3 separate regions of the Sus scrofa genome follow, and regions 1 and 2 are each linked to region 3. The links are chromatin contacts, called in public Hi-C and HiChIP or PLAC-seq maps. All regions are on one chromosome and are shown on one strand. Each heading gives the region's core, a stretch centred on a gene start, on an enhancer-like site or on the middle of the called end of the contact. The rest is flanking DNA. Distances are from core to core; before and after follow the strand shown. Region 1 holds the start of PLOD3 (procollagen-lysine,2-oxoglutarate 5-dioxygenase 3). Region 2 holds the start of TRIM56 (E3 ubiquitin-protein ligase TRIM56). Region 3 holds the start of AP1S1 (AP-1 complex subunit sigma-1A).

Region 1 (4,433 bases), core at 143-2,642, 39 kb before region 3:
TAGCAGTGAACCAAGCCACAACAGCAACCATGCTGGATCCTTAACCCACCAGGCCACAGGGGAACTCTCAAGATAACATAAAATTTTAAATTCAGTTCCTCAATCCTATTAGCCACATTTCAGGTGCTTAATAGCCACATGTGGCCATTGGCTGCCGTACTGAACAGTGCTGTTAGGAACATTCCCATCGTCCCAGAAACTTCTACAGGCAGGGCTGCTCTAGGCCCTCCAGTCCATCCTCCCTTGTTGAAGCCAGACTGCTTTCTAGGAGGTAAATTTGTTTTGGTCACCGCACTCTGCGTTAAAAGCCCTTGATGAGGAGTTCCCGTCCTGGTGCAGTGGTTACTGGATCCGACTAGGAACCATGAGGTTGCGGGTTCGATTCCTGCCCTTGCTCAGTGGGTTAACCATCCGGCATTGCCGTGAGCTGTGGTGTAGGTTACAGACGCGGCTCGGATCCTGCGTTGCTGTGGCTCTGGCGTAGGTTGGCAGCTACAGCTCCGATTAGACCCCTAGCCTGGGAACCTCCATATGCTGCAGGAGCGGCCCAAGAAATGGCAAAAAAGACAAAAAAAAAAAAAAAAAAAAAAAAAAAAAACAACGCCCTTGATGGCTGTCCACCGCCCTCTCCACAGAGTTTAAATTCTTCGGCAGTGTATATAATGCTTTTGAAGGGTAACCCTCCCTAGCCTTTCCACAGCCTCTCTCCTCCGCAAGCCCTACGCCCTGAGCTATGCTTTCTAAGCGTTTCTTTTCACATGGTCTCCTACCTTGGCACGTGCGGTTCCCGCTGCGGAGAATGAGTCCCCACGCACCCGCACTGAGCGAAACCGTAACTTTCAAGACTCGGTCCAAGCGTTTTCTTTCTGTCCAAGCCTTCCAGGTCCCCCCTTCCCAGAAGCTGGGTTGGATACCACTCCTCCCTGTGCCCAGGCGTTTTGCATCCCTCTACCAGAGCATGTTTCACCTTGAAATACAATGGCAGGTCTGCGTGTCTGCCCTGCTCTTAGAAAGCCAGTTCCTTGGAATGTTAAGGATCTTTTTCCTTTCTCCATCCCCAACGCGCGGCTTACAGCAGGTGTGACTAAAACGTGACTGGATAGTTTAGGGGGCTGCCCCAAAGTCAGGGCCCGAGAGCCGAGGGAGGGATTTCAGACTAATAACTGAATGAGGAAATCCTAGACCAGGTTCGTTTTTGAGAGGAGGCTAGGGGACCAACAGCTGGGGGCTCACCTACCCGAAGTTTTCTTCTCCACCATTGCCACAACACAGCTGACGTAAGAGCCTTCTGCGCTTGCGTGCTAAAGGGTACCAGTCTTCCGGCGGCGTGTGCTCCTGCGCGTGCGCAGAGCAATTCCACCGCTCTGACTCATTACGTGCTGTTCCCTTGGAGACGAGAAAGCTTTCCGCCATATTTTGTACGGGCAAAACTACTTCTGGCCTCTGTAGCTGTTATTTTGCTGGACCCCCGAAACGGATCATTTTAAAGAGGTGGTGCCAGTGATCTTTCAAGAAACGTCATATTCTTTTGGTCCTTCTGAAGATACAAAGTCTGTCCCTGGAACTTCTCCCCTGGGCAGTAGAGAGGATGAGCTGGACTACCGAAGAAAATGGGCAGGCTCGAGTGGGCGATCCCAGAGTTCCCAGTGACCCTCTGCCAAAATCGCAACCCCCAGTTCCCCTGGGGCCGCAGACTCCTGGGCCTTCTTCCTCCCAGCTGCTCTCCTCGCTCCGCGCGACCCCACCGTCTCTCTCTCTCCCGGTCTTCCGCCCGGCTGCTCTAGTCAGGGCTGTGGCAAAGACCCGCCTCCGCGTCCTGCCGGACCCGCAAAGGGTCACTTCCCCTCTCCGCGTTTCAGTTTCCTCAAGTGTTAGGCGGGCTGTGGGGCCAACGGGCTCCAAAAGTCTTCGTCTTAGGATCGCGGGCCCCAGCCGCCACCCTTCCACCGCGTCTGGGCCGGTCGCCCCCTCCGTTCGTTCAGCTCCGCCAGCGCCCCGAGACAATTCTCGCCTTGTCTAGGGCGCCGGCATCTCGAGTTTTCTGTAACCTTCGGCTACGCCTTTTTTCCAGGGCGGAGCCCCAACACGGCTCCTCCTTGCAGCGGGCCGCACAGCAGCCCCGGTCCTTTTTCCCAGAGCCCCTCTCCGGAGTTGGGATCCAGGCGCACAGCCCGAGCTGCCTGCCGGCCTGTGTGCCCCTCGGCTCTCTCCACGCCATGGCCTCGGGCCCGGGACTCCGGCTCCTGCTGCTCCCGCTGCTGGTGCTGTCGCCTCCTCCTGCGGCCTCGGCCTCAGATCGCCCCCGGGGTAGCGACCCCGTCAACCCAGGTGAGAACCGCGGGAGGGCCAGGTGACTCTGGGCTGACGTGTCTGCCAGCGGAGACTAGGGAGAGGGTCTAGGCCGGCCTCTCCCACGCGCAGCGCGGTCTCTAGGGCAGAATCACATGGCCCCTCGCCCACTCCTCACTCTGAACTGAGGTTTCCAGCCTTCCCACGCGAACTGACCGGGAATTTCTGGGTGTCATTCCATCCTGCTCTCACTGGGGTGAAGTTTCCCTCGGTTTGGAAGAGTTTAGGAGGGAATGGGGAAAAAGAGGTAAGGGACAGGAACAGAGTCAGGAAGGGGAAGGAGGGCAGCAGTGTGCGGAGTGCTTGAGCTGGGCAAGTGGGTCCAGAGTGCCAATTCCTGGCTGGTGACAGATAAACTGCTGGTGATCACCGTGGCCACGGCCGAGACAGAGGGATACCGGCGTTTCCTGCGATCAGCAGAGTTTTTCAACTACACTGTGCGGGTAAGGAGAGAGACACCCCTAGAAGCGGTGGAGGTGGGGTCCAGCCAAAGAGTGACGGAGGGCTGGATGCCTGGGACCCCACGGTGAGCCTGGTCAGAGTGTTGGGACACCACCCCCGCCCCAGCTGGCTGAGCTTCCCCCTGGCATTCTGGGTCTCTCCTACAGACCCTGGGCTTGGGAGAGGAGTGGCGAGGGGGTGATGTAGCCCGAACAGTTGGTGGAGGACAGAAGGTCAGGTGGCTAAAGAAAGAAATGGAGAAATATGCAGACCGGGAGGATATGGTCATCATGTTTGTGGACAGGTAAAGGGCTGGGGAGAAAGCAGAGGGGCGGGTAGAAGGAGGGGCTGAGGATACTGGGGTTCCTAGCAGCTGTCCTGTTCATCCTCCCCTTCCTTCCCCAGCTATGATGTGCTTCTGGCTGGCAGCCCCTCGGAGCTGCTGAAGAAGTTTGTCCAGAGTGGCAGCCGCCTGCTCTTCTCTGCGGAGGGCTTCTGCTGGCCCGAGTGGGGGCTGGCAGAGCAGTACCCTGAGGTGGGCACGGGGAAGCGCTTCCTCAACTCTGGTGGTGAGTGGCAGAGTGTCCAAGAGCCGGGGGACATGGAGTGTTCCAGGAACCTGAGGGCCGGAGAGGGAGTGGGGACAGGTCCTGGGAGCCTGGGAGCCTTGGAGGCAGCACCTCCCCTCCCCTGCAGGATTCATTGGCTTCGCCCCCGTGATCCACCAAATCGTCCGCCAGTGGAAGTACAAAGACGACGATGACGATCAGCTGTTCTACACTCGGCTCTACCTGGACCCAGGACTGAGGGTAGGAAGGGGCTGAGGAGGGGCAGAGGTGGGGATGGCAGGCCTCAGGCTGAATGGGAGAGAAGGGGTAAAGGGGCTTTGGGAAAGATGTGAAGAGAAAAGAGTGGGAAGTGATGCCCCCCCCTTCCCATCAGGAGAAACTCGGCCTTAACCTGGATCACAAATCTCGGATCTTTCAGAACCTCAACGGGGCTCTAGGTGAGAAGAAAGCAATCAAAAGGACCATGAGAGAGGCTGCTGGGGGTCCTGGATTTGGGAGGGGCTCCTGGTGGAACTGGGGTGGTCTTCATCTCGCCTCTGTGTTAACTTCATCAAATGTCGGAACGGCTGCCAGAGTAGGTTGCCCTGTGCGAGTAGTTGTAAAAGCAGTGGTGGTCGGCCCGGATGTCTCCCGAACACACTGTGTGTTCAAGCTCTGGGCCAGGGCTTTACTTCTGGAACTTCAGTTAACGCAGTCCTATGAGAGGCGGGTCTGTGATTCTCCACCTGTTACAGATGGGGAGACTGCCTCTCGGAGGGGCCAGTGACTTGCCCAGATCACACAGGTGGTGAGCAGGGGAGTTCCCCAGGGTGGCAGCAGCCTGGTCGGTGCCCTTGGAGAGAGAAGGTCTCCCATTGCTGCGCCACGGGTCACAGTCCTGCATCCTCTAGAGAAGCTGTCCTCCACCCCAGCTTCTTGTTTAGAAGCACCTGCTGCTGAGGAGCTCTGAGAGAAAAGGAGCCTAAAGCTGGACCTTCCTTCCTCAGATGAGGTGGTGTTAAAGTTTGGGCGGAATCGTGTGCGAATCCGGAACGTGGCCTACGACACGCTTCCTGTTGTGGTCCATGGGAATGG
Region 2 (4,836 bases), core at 557-3,056, 47 kb after region 3:
TGGGGGTCCAGGCGGCACTCACGGCATAGCAGCTGGGAGCAGGGCTGGCACAGGAAGCGCAGGGCCTCCCCCGGGTGCTGGGGACACTGGGCCGCCTGGCGCTCCCGGGCCTCCTCGTCGTACCACCCTGCCCTGTAGCCCACCAGGTCCACCACTCGGTGGCTGTGGGTCTGCCGGGTGCAGCGGTGCCCGTCGGCACAGGCCTGGCACAAGTCGTCGGCGCAGTCCAGGCACCGGGCTGTGGCCGGTCCCCCAGTGCTGGCGCCTCCCATCAGGGGGCACAGTGCGCAGGCGGGCTTCCCTGCACGCAGGTCTCCACCAGCCCGGGCCTTCACCAAATCCAGGAGCCCGTTGACAAAGAAGTTGGTCTTGAAGGCAGCCACGCCCGCGGGAGGCACGGGTACGGACTCGCGGCACTCGGGGCATCGGAGGTGGCCGCCCTTGGCCAGCTGGGCCAGGCAATCCTGGCAGTAGGTGTGCAGACAGGGCAACGTTTTGGGCACCCGTAGCTGCTCCAGGCAGATTTTACAGGCCAGGAAGTCGCTGCTCAGGGCCTCCAGCAGGGAGGGTGAGGAGCCCTGGGAAACCATCCTGCAAGCGAGGGGTCAGGTCAGAGGGTGGAGGTCGCCTCCACGGGGCCTCCCGCCTGCCGTCCCGCCTCTCCTCCATCCTCAAGCCCTGCCAGGTCTGGGGAGGCCTCACCTGAATGGCTGGGGATTTTCTTCTGGTCTCCTGAGCTAAAGAGACGCCTCCCTCCTTCCCGCAGACATTCAGCAAATGTGAAAAAGGAAAGGCCGCTGCGGTGTGTCAGGCCCTGCGAGATAGGACAAGACCAAGAAGCAGGGACTTAGGGAGCTGATGGTGAAATGATCAGGGCTCCCGTGGACAGGCTTTGTGTCGTGTGGGGTGTGAGCCCCGGGTGAATAGTTCCTAGTGCTCCTGCAGGGGGTGGGACGCTGGGTGGGGCGGCGGGCAGAGAAGACACAGCCCGAGGGTCCAGGTGGGCAGGGTCACCTTGACTCCTGGCAGATGGGGCACTCCAAAGGGCTCCGATGCCCACAACCCCATACACCTGCCTCCTGGAGCCTGGTAGCAGCATCGAGGGGAGTGGGGACCCCTCTTTCTGCCCTGACCATCCAGAAAAGGATTCTGGAGCAGGCAGAGCGACGCCTGAAGGGAAGAGGCATCCTTCCAGCTCCTCAAACTCTAGACGTCACCATAACCTCTGCCCCATCTCCTCGAGCCCATTTCTTTCAGCCTTTCCTGCTGCAAGAGGCCTCCTGCTTTCCTAGAAGCTTCTGGAGGGTCAGAGTCACCGAGTCACGTGAGGTTCGTCTGTGAAAGCCCCCAGCTCCGCGCACAGTGGCTGTGAAATACTCGATAAGGACCCTTGGGGGATTCCCCCGAACTTCCAGAGAGCAAGGGCCGAGAGGAAGCTCAGAGAGTGGGAGGGCGCCGTCCCGGGGAGGCCCGGAGCGGGGGAAGGCGGGGGTGCTCCAGCCCGCCTCTCCTCTCCTCCCGCCTTCTGGGTCCCTCTCCCGCCGCCCTTCCTCTCCCGCCCGCGCTCTCCCTTCCCCCCACTGCCTCCAGTTCAGCGGACCCTTCAGCCGCCCCCCGAGCGCCCTCCTTACCCAGCCTGAGCTGACCCTGGGCTCCAGGACCCGGACTGGGGGTCCCGAGGTCCGACGCTGCGGTGGCTGGGCTCCTGCAAGAGAAACAAAACTGAAACTAATTGTACTTCTGCAACTTCCGTCCCAGGCCCGGGACACCGACCAGCAGCGCCGCAGGCCCCGCCTTCTTCCCTACCCCGGCCGGGACCTCTTCCTCGGGGCCTCCACCCACTGCAGGGCACAGCCCCCGCCCGCCGGCTCCTCCGCCGAGCCTCCAGGTCCAGGTCCGCTCTTTGCGGCTGGAGTTGCCGAGGTCGGCCTGTCAGTGGAGCCTCAGGATTTGCTCAGCCTGCAAAGTGTGTTTGTTGAAGTGTGTTTGTCGCCAGTGCAGGGGAGTTGCCTGACGATGCGTCCTCTGAGGGAAGAGATTAGAGATCACGGGTGATTCAGAGACCGAGGGTAACCAGAGCCCCGTCGTCAGGCCAGGTTCCAGGGCGGCAGCATATCTGCACATCCAGTCCTGGGTGAGGCCCTTGATACCATAAATCTTTGCGGAGATAGGCAAGGGGCTGTGGGAACCAGATAAGGGGGCAGCAAAGGCTTCCTGGAGGGAGGGTGAGTCAGAAAAGTATAGACGGGTCAGGGATCCCTGGAGAAAAACGCAGGGAAGGGCATTCCAGGAATCGGGAACAGCAAGTCGGTGAGCTCAGAGGAATGAAATTCCCTGACTCTGCTGGGGGCTCCAAGTAATTCAGAATGGTTTGTGGCAAGGGGACATGTGAGTGGTAGCAGATGAGGTTACAGGGGGAGGCAGCGGCCAGATCATAGAGAGGGCCTTTTTCTTTTTCTTTCTCCTTTCTTTTTAGAGCCACACCTACTTCATATGGAAATTTCTAGGCTAGGGGTCAAATAGGAGTTGCAGCTGCCGGCCACAGCCACAGCAACTCAGGATCCAAGGCATGTCTGCACCCTACCCATAGCTCGTGACAACGATGGATACTTATCCCACCGATCGAGGCCAGGGATCGAACCCACATCCTCAAGGAGGCTAGTCAGGTTCGTTACCGCGGAGCTACAATGGAAACAGCAGGCCTTATGTTCTACATGAAGGAGTCTGAGTTTTATCCAAAAAGCCAAAAGAAACCACTGCAGGCTGTTTCCCTCAATATCTTATGAAAAACTTGAAGCACAGAGAAGTTGAAAGAATTGCACTGAACAGTCCTATACCCACCCTTTGGATTCTACAGTTAACCTCTTACTTGATTCATCACCTGCCTTCCTATGCATCCTTTTACCCAGTGAAGAGATGTCAGGAGGAAGCAGAACCGGTGAGAACTTTGCAGCTGCCCTGAGCATAGAGGGGAGCCCGACTATAGGGCCAGGTGAGAAGCAGAGGGGTCTGAGCTGACACAGCAGCACTAGGAGCAGAGGGGATGGTGGCTGTGAGCGGTTGTTGGAGGCAAAAGAAGCTGTGGGTCTTGTGAGTGGTCCCGGGGGAGGGAGGTGCCTGAAGGAAGGTAGGATTGTCCTTCAGGTTTCGCAGGTCTGGAAGTCAGGAGGAAGGACTCAGCTGGACTTTTCCATACTTTGCCAATGTATCTGTGGGGTGTTTCTTTGTTTGTTTGTTTTCTCCTTTTAAGGATGGAAGTTGCTGGGCTAAGGGTCCAATTGGAGCTGCAGCTGCCGGCCTACACCACAGCCACAGCAATGCCAGATCTGAGCCGCATCTGTGACCTATGCCGCAACTTGTGGCAATGCCACTGGATCCTGAACCCACTGAGGGAAGCCAGGGGTTGAACCCGTATCCTCATGAATACTAGTCGTGTGCTTTACCTGCTGAGCCACAACAGGAACTCCCAATGTGTGTGTGATTTTGATGAATTCACCCTACAGTGTCCAAAGTGAGAAGAGCAGCGCCAAGATGGCACCGTGGGGAACAATGACATTTAAGGGCAAGTGGGGGAGGGGCTGGGGCGTGAAGGAGGCTGCGAGGTGCTTCCAGAGACGGAGGTGGAAATCCATGCGAAAGAAAGTCCCTAGAGGAGTTCCCGTCGTGGCGCAGTGGTTAACGAATCCGACTAGGAACCATGAGGTTGCGGGTTCGATCCCTGCCCTTGCTCAGTGGGTTAACGATCCAGCGTTGCCGTGAGCTGTGGTGTAGGTTGCAGACACGGCTCGGATCCCGCGTTGCTGTGGCTCTGGCGTGGGCCGGTGGCTACAGCTCCCATTGGACCCCTAGCCTGGGAACCTCCATATGCCGCGGGAGCGGCCCAAGAAATAGCAACAATAACAACAACAACAAAAAGACAAAAGACAAAAAAAAAAAAAGAAAAAGAAAAAAAAGTCCCTAGAGCCACTGCTGGAGGATGCTGCATTTCCGGAAGGAGGAGGAGGTCATTGCGGTCAAGTGCTACAGACTGGACGGTCAGCCAAGACAAGCATAGAAAAAACGTATTGGCACGTGTGTGTCCGTAAGTGTGTGCACACACCTGCCCACGTGTACGGCCTCCACATTGCTTGTCTGTGCCTTTTCAGGACGATTTGCTGGACGCCTCCTGTGCTGTGCCGTGCACAAAGATCAAAAGGTATGTCTCCACCCACAGGCAGTTTATAACCAAGGACGGAAGGTGACATCTGTACATGTTGCCATATGAGACAAATGTCATATTAAGGTGTCAAAATAATCATCACAACGGCTCCCTTTCACTGGGCATTGACAGTGAGCTTGGCATGGGCTGTTGTAAACATAACATTTAATCCTTACAGGAACCTAGTAAGGTAGGTACCACTCTTGCCTCCGCTTTACAGATGAAGAAACTGAATTACAAGGAGAGCGAATCAGTGACCCAGGGTCACATAAAGCGCTGCAACAACACAGAGGGAAAGTTTGGTTTCTCCTGGAAGAGTGGTGGTGGTGTGAGAATCAGGAAGGCTTCATGAAAGAGGCAGCATCTCAGTGGCTGTCCTTCCCCGCCTACCAGAATGTTGAAGGATTGTTTACTGCCTACAGTGTGCGGCAGGCCCCAGGAAGGCAGGTTCCTCTCCCTGAGAACAGGCTTCCAAGGCAAGCGATACTTAGCTACCACCAAGTGCTAGGTGTTACCATGGAGACGCAGGGAGGGGGAGAAGGAGTTCTTGCCAGATGCTGGGGGTTCCTCAAGATGATGCTGGGGAAGGCCTCTGGTGCTGGATGGTCTGATAAGACTGAAGTGCAGATGGGGTAGGT
Region 3 (4,563 bases), core at 1,797-4,296:
AGAAGTCTGAACTGAGCTCTAGATGGACAGATTAAGCGGCAGATTCCGGTCCCCACGCCCCACCTCCCCCACATACCCCCCCAGAGCTGATTAATGGGCATGGCTAATAGGCTTAAGGCTTAAAGGGGGAGATTAATTACAGTTCTCACTGCTCCAGCTTCACCTCTTGTTAAGTCTTCCAGGGCAGAGATTGGAAGGGTCCCAGAGCTGGACAGAAAGCAGGGCTGGCTGGAAACTGTGGTGGGTGGGGAGACTTACACTGCCGAAGTATTTGTCCAGGAGCTCCACGTATCGATGGATCAGCTCCAGTGTGATGAGCTCATTGTCTTGGCCCTCGATGGCACAGCAGAAGTAGAGGCTGGCGTATCTGAGGACAGGGGCACATGAGGGATGGCTGGAAGGGCTGCTGGGTTGGCTTCAGGACCCAGACCTCCCATTTTCCCTCATTCCCAGTGTGCGCCCCTATAGCACACTGGCGAGGTGGGGCCAGGGTATGCACATAGCAATTCCCTCAGCCTCTCAGATCCTCTCACAAACGCAGGCAAAGACGCAAGCTCTTCCCCTCTTGCCCTCTGACCTGTTCAGTTTGACTCAGCAAAAACCTGAGCCAACGAATCCACCTGCTCTGAGAAGGAACTGGAAAGGGTGTGTGTGCCTGTGCCTGTGTGTTGGGAAAGTGGCACAGTATCTAGGAGGCTGCAAGGGACGTGCCCAACAGACAAGACCGGACCTTTAGGACAGAGGGAGGTGCATGAAATAGGTGTCAGGTTGGACAAAACCAAAAGGGAACCAGAATTTCAGTCAAGGTGGCTGGAGTTCACCACTGGCCTCCAGAGGTCCTTAGCTCTCAGCTCTCCCTGATCTAAGGACTGCTTATTTCTCAGCCATGTGAACCCATAGCCAGACCCCAATCAAGCAGGAAACAGGTGGGACTGAGAGCAGGTGGGAAGTCACCTCTTATAGACGACTTTGAGGTCCCTCCACTCGAGGAAGCTGCACATCTTGGGCTTGCGAGCCAGAACAACCTGCATGAGCTCCCGAACCATCTTCTTTCGCTCCTTGTCTGATGTGGCCAGGTACCATTTTTGCAGCCGCAGCTTTCCCTGCCGGCTGAACAGCAGCATGAATCGCATCTGGGGGTGGAGGGGGAGAGTCAGAGCAGAAGGTCAGAGATTTGGTTCTCTGAGCTTGTTTCCTCCATAACTACGCAGCCCCAAACTCATCCCAACTAACGGTTCTACTCACAGCTCCTTTCTCCAACATGTCAGCCCTTGCTGTCAAGCCTAGGTGCTTCCACTAGCAGGTGTCAGAGCTTCTGAGTCTCTTATTCGGGTTCAAATCCTGGCTCCACTAGTTGAGTACTTTGCCTTGGGCAATTACTTTATGTCTCTGGGCTTCAGCTTCTTGGTGTGTAAGGTGAAAATAATAAAAGTCCCTACCTTACACAGTTGTTGAATGGGATGAAGAGAGTTGATAAATGACACAGTGCCCGGCAGGAAATGAGCACGTTAACACCTTAGGTGTTATTATTATTCCCTGATCTTCTGTTTCCTAATCATGTTTTCCAAAAGTGGGTAAAATGCTAGCACAGTGACAAGTAGCCTGTAGCTGAAATCAGGTATCTCATCCCTCGAGAAGCTACCTCAGTTCAACACCCCATCCCAGCCAGATACCCTAGCTGATGTCCCCAACACACTGCCCGCCAGTGCCAGGCCTATGCCCCAGGGTCTCCTTCATGTCAGCACATGATTCCACCCTCCTCTCTCCTCAGCCACCCAGGCATTTGGCCTCTGAGATTCCTCTTTTCTTCCTTTCAGGGTGCCACCTGCTACAACGCCCACACCTCCCCAGATACCAGGTGACCAATTTCCCTTCCAGTTCCTCAGTTTGGACACAGCCATTCAGAGTGGCTCCCCTAGGGAATGTTGTGGAACAAGTGCAAGAGGGTGGAGTGGGGAAGAGTGCAGAACCCTCGACCCCGTAAACCCCGCAAACCCCGCCGGCAGCTTCCCAGTTCCAGGGGTCTGGGTCACACCTGGAGTCATCTCCCTCACCCACTAGCTCTTGTCTCCGTGTACATTCCCAGGGCCGGAATCCTGGGGATGTGGAACAACACTAGCAGGCTAAAGATCAGAATTCAAGAGAACCGATTTTTTTTTTTTGCTGGCAGGGAAGGGGTAGCACTGCTAGCGTGGTGGGAGGGCCACGGAGGGGCTGAAGGGAGCCGTGCTCCGCTAAGATGGGGGGTGGGCCGGGCAGCAGGAAGACGGAAGGCCTGGGTTCCGGAAAGAGGATGAGGTGGGGGCGGAGAGGCCAGAGCACGCGAGCCGAGGAGCCAAAAGCTGGGTCCCCGAGAGCAAAACCTCGAGACCACTTGGCTTTCCCACCTCACTCCAGCCTCTAGGTGAGCAGGGCGGCAAACCGCGGCAGGACGTCCCCTCGTCACACCCGGAAACTATCCCCTCCCACACACACGGCCCTCCCCGCCGGCGGCCGCCGCTTCTCTGTGGGCTGCACGGGTACAGTCAGTCTGGGTGACCCGAGACCCCCCTCTGCCTTCCTCCTCCGACAGGCCCCGGTGCCGCTCTTCCTCAGGCGACTTCCCTGTGGCAGGGCTCGGGACCACTGGGTTCGCGACCCGCGCGTTCCCGCTCGCCCGGGCCAGTCCCGCCGCCCCCTAGTCACCCTCTCACCCCACAAATGTGCCCCCTCCCCGCCCCTTTGCCCTTAAGCCATTTCCAGCTGCTCTTCCTTTCGAGGCCGGCTGGCCCACCCGTCCGGATAAGTAAAGGCCTCTGAGGACCGGAGGGAAGGAAACGGCTCACACAGAGGGCGGCCCCCCAGGACCCCCGCAGGTGCAGCCCACGCCCCTCGGTTCCCCCTCCCCTCCCTCTTTGCACAGCCTACCATCCTGCAGCCTCCGGCCCTGCGCGTCCCTCTTCAGCCACCGTAGGCGCCAGCTCCACTCCCTTTCAGATCCCTTCGCCTCCTTCCCTCCCTCACGCTTGAAGCCCCGCCCCGTCCGCCCCGGCACGGAGAACCCATGCGATGCGTACTGCGCAGGCGCCAACGCTGCAGGGCGCGCAGGCGGGGCTGGGGGGCGGAGAAGCGGAAGCCATGGCAACCAGGTCCTCGACTTCAGCTTTGATTAGCTCTGTCGTCATGGTAACAAGGCTGTCTTGTGGGCTGGTTGGAGGACGGGGGAGGAGGACAATGAGGTCCTCGCGCTTTGGAACCTTGGGGGGAAAAGGCGGGAAAAGGGGTGAGAGATGGGTGAGATGACCGCTGGAGTTCATGAGGAAGTAGGGTGGTTTAATGGAAGGGGCGTGGGCGACTGAGAGGGAACAAGGTGGGAACTGTCTGTGGGGAAGGAAGAATGATGAGAAAGGCGAAGACAAAGGGTGGGGGGGGCAAGCTTGAGAAAAGTATGGAGCTCAAAATAGATATCTACTGAGAACCTGCTAGATGCAACACTCAAAGTAAGAGAGATTTGTAGGTAATGAGAGAGACCAGAAATAAAAGAAAAAGGAGGGGCTGATAGAAAACTGATGTAAGGAAGAGGGGGAGCATGAATTAAGGCAAAAGAGGAAGAAGTCGAGAAAATTTTAAAAGGTTAGCATAAATCAAAGCTAGGAAAGGGTCAGTTGTAACCCAGACACAAGTGTAAAGATGAGAATTGTCATACAAGCTTTTTGGCTGAGGATGTGCATGTTTGAGTGTGTATGCTTGTGTGTGTAAAGGAGTTTGCATATAAATAGGTAAGAAAATCTCAAACTTGCTGAAAAAATGGCATATTTCTAGATAATTCTTGGAAATTAATGGTGCTATTACTTATGAGCAGCACTTGAAGCAGTTGTTGGTAAGGTCCTACCTGTCTCCACTTTGTATTCTTTTTCCTTTACTCTTTGTTATGGAGGTAATATGCTTTAGTTGCCAGAGGGTGGGCCTAATTCACCTGGGATGCAATCTGGTCTCTGATTCTTATTTGATGTATAGTCTCAAGTGGGTCATTTGGGGGGGGGTACTGCTCTCACAGCATGCAGATGTGCCCAGGCCAGGTAATCCAACCCTCGCCACAGCAGAGATCCAAGCCACCAGATCCTTAACCCTCTAGGCCACCAGGGAACTCCTCAAGTGGATCATTTAACCCTCCTTTCCTCATTTTAAAAACGAAGATAGCATTACCTACCCTGCAAGTCTGATTTCAGGCTGTATATATCTGACACACTGTAAACACCTGATTTGGGTAGGGATTACGACTATTTGCTTTTTCCACCCTCTTCCTTCTACTATTTTTTCTTCCTTTCTTTTTCTTTTCCCTTTCTCCTCTGCCTGTATCATAGTCTTGCCAACGATGTCGGCTGAACTCTCTTGGTGTTATTTTTTAGGTCAAGAATTATATCAATAAAGCAAGGTGTTAGTGTTAGAAAGGGTAAATCGTTATGGAGTGAGAAGAAGGGATGGGATCGGGTAAGAAGGGCAGAGGACAAGACAATACAGTGTGCTCATGGGGGAGAGGAGAAGGTTGTATATAAAAAAGTAACGGTTGGAGTTCCCGTCGTG

The links. A called contact is a pair of places that touch in the nucleus more often than the background predicts. HiChIP or PLAC-seq counts read pairs in DNA pulled down with a chosen protein or histone mark.
Region 1: an H3K27ac HiChIP or PLAC-seq map of alveolar macrophages shows a contact between it and region 3. The contact joins the promoter of PLOD3 here to the promoter of AP1S1 in region 3. A contact is called at or near these places in 3 of 47 Hi-C or Micro-C datasets (alveolar macrophages, heart right ventricle and liver) and 1 of 2 datasets of contacts at active chromatin or transcription factors (alveolar macrophages).
Region 2: a Hi-C map of skeletal muscle shows a contact between it and region 3, with 2.9 times the contacts expected there. The contact joins the promoter of TRIM56 here to the promoter of AP1S1 in region 3. A contact is called at or near these places in 2 of 5 promoter capture datasets (fetal liver and liver), 22 of 47 Hi-C or Micro-C datasets (alveolar macrophages, blood, brain and 12 more) and 2 of 2 datasets of contacts at active chromatin or transcription factors (alveolar macrophages and skeletal muscle).

Annotation. Positions count from the first base shown.
Region 1 is chr3:8,916,484-8,920,916 of Sscrofa11.1, reverse strand. It overlaps PLOD3 (procollagen-lysine,2-oxoglutarate 5-dioxygenase 3), which reads left to right and starts at 1,392. Exons shown (of 19, transcript XM_021086261.1): 1 at 1,392-2,328; 2 at 2,701-2,792; 3 at 2,958-3,094; 4 at 3,196-3,359; 5 at 3,487-3,599; 6 at 3,733-3,796; 7 at 4,346-4,433. The coding sequence starts at 2,217. ZNHIT1 (zinc finger HIT domain-containing protein 1) reads right to left here and starts at 2,044. Exons shown (of 5, transcript XM_021086262.1): 1 at 1,238-2,044. The coding sequence starts at 1,259.
Region 2 is chr3:8,831,230-8,836,065 of Sscrofa11.1, reverse strand. It overlaps TRIM56 (E3 ubiquitin-protein ligase TRIM56), which reads right to left and starts at 1,806. Exons shown (of 2, transcript XM_021086256.1): 1 at 1,632-1,806; 2 at 1-591. The coding sequence starts at 590.
Region 3 is chr3:8,879,476-8,884,038 of Sscrofa11.1, reverse strand. It overlaps AP1S1 (AP-1 complex subunit sigma-1A), which reads right to left and starts at 3,046. Exons shown (of 5, transcript XM_021086258.1): 1 at 2,908-3,046; 2 at 955-1,133; 3 at 259-367. The coding sequence starts at 2,910. LOC110259888 (a long non-coding RNA gene) reads left to right here and starts at 2,275. Exons shown (of 4, transcript XR_002342304.1): 1 at 2,275-2,404.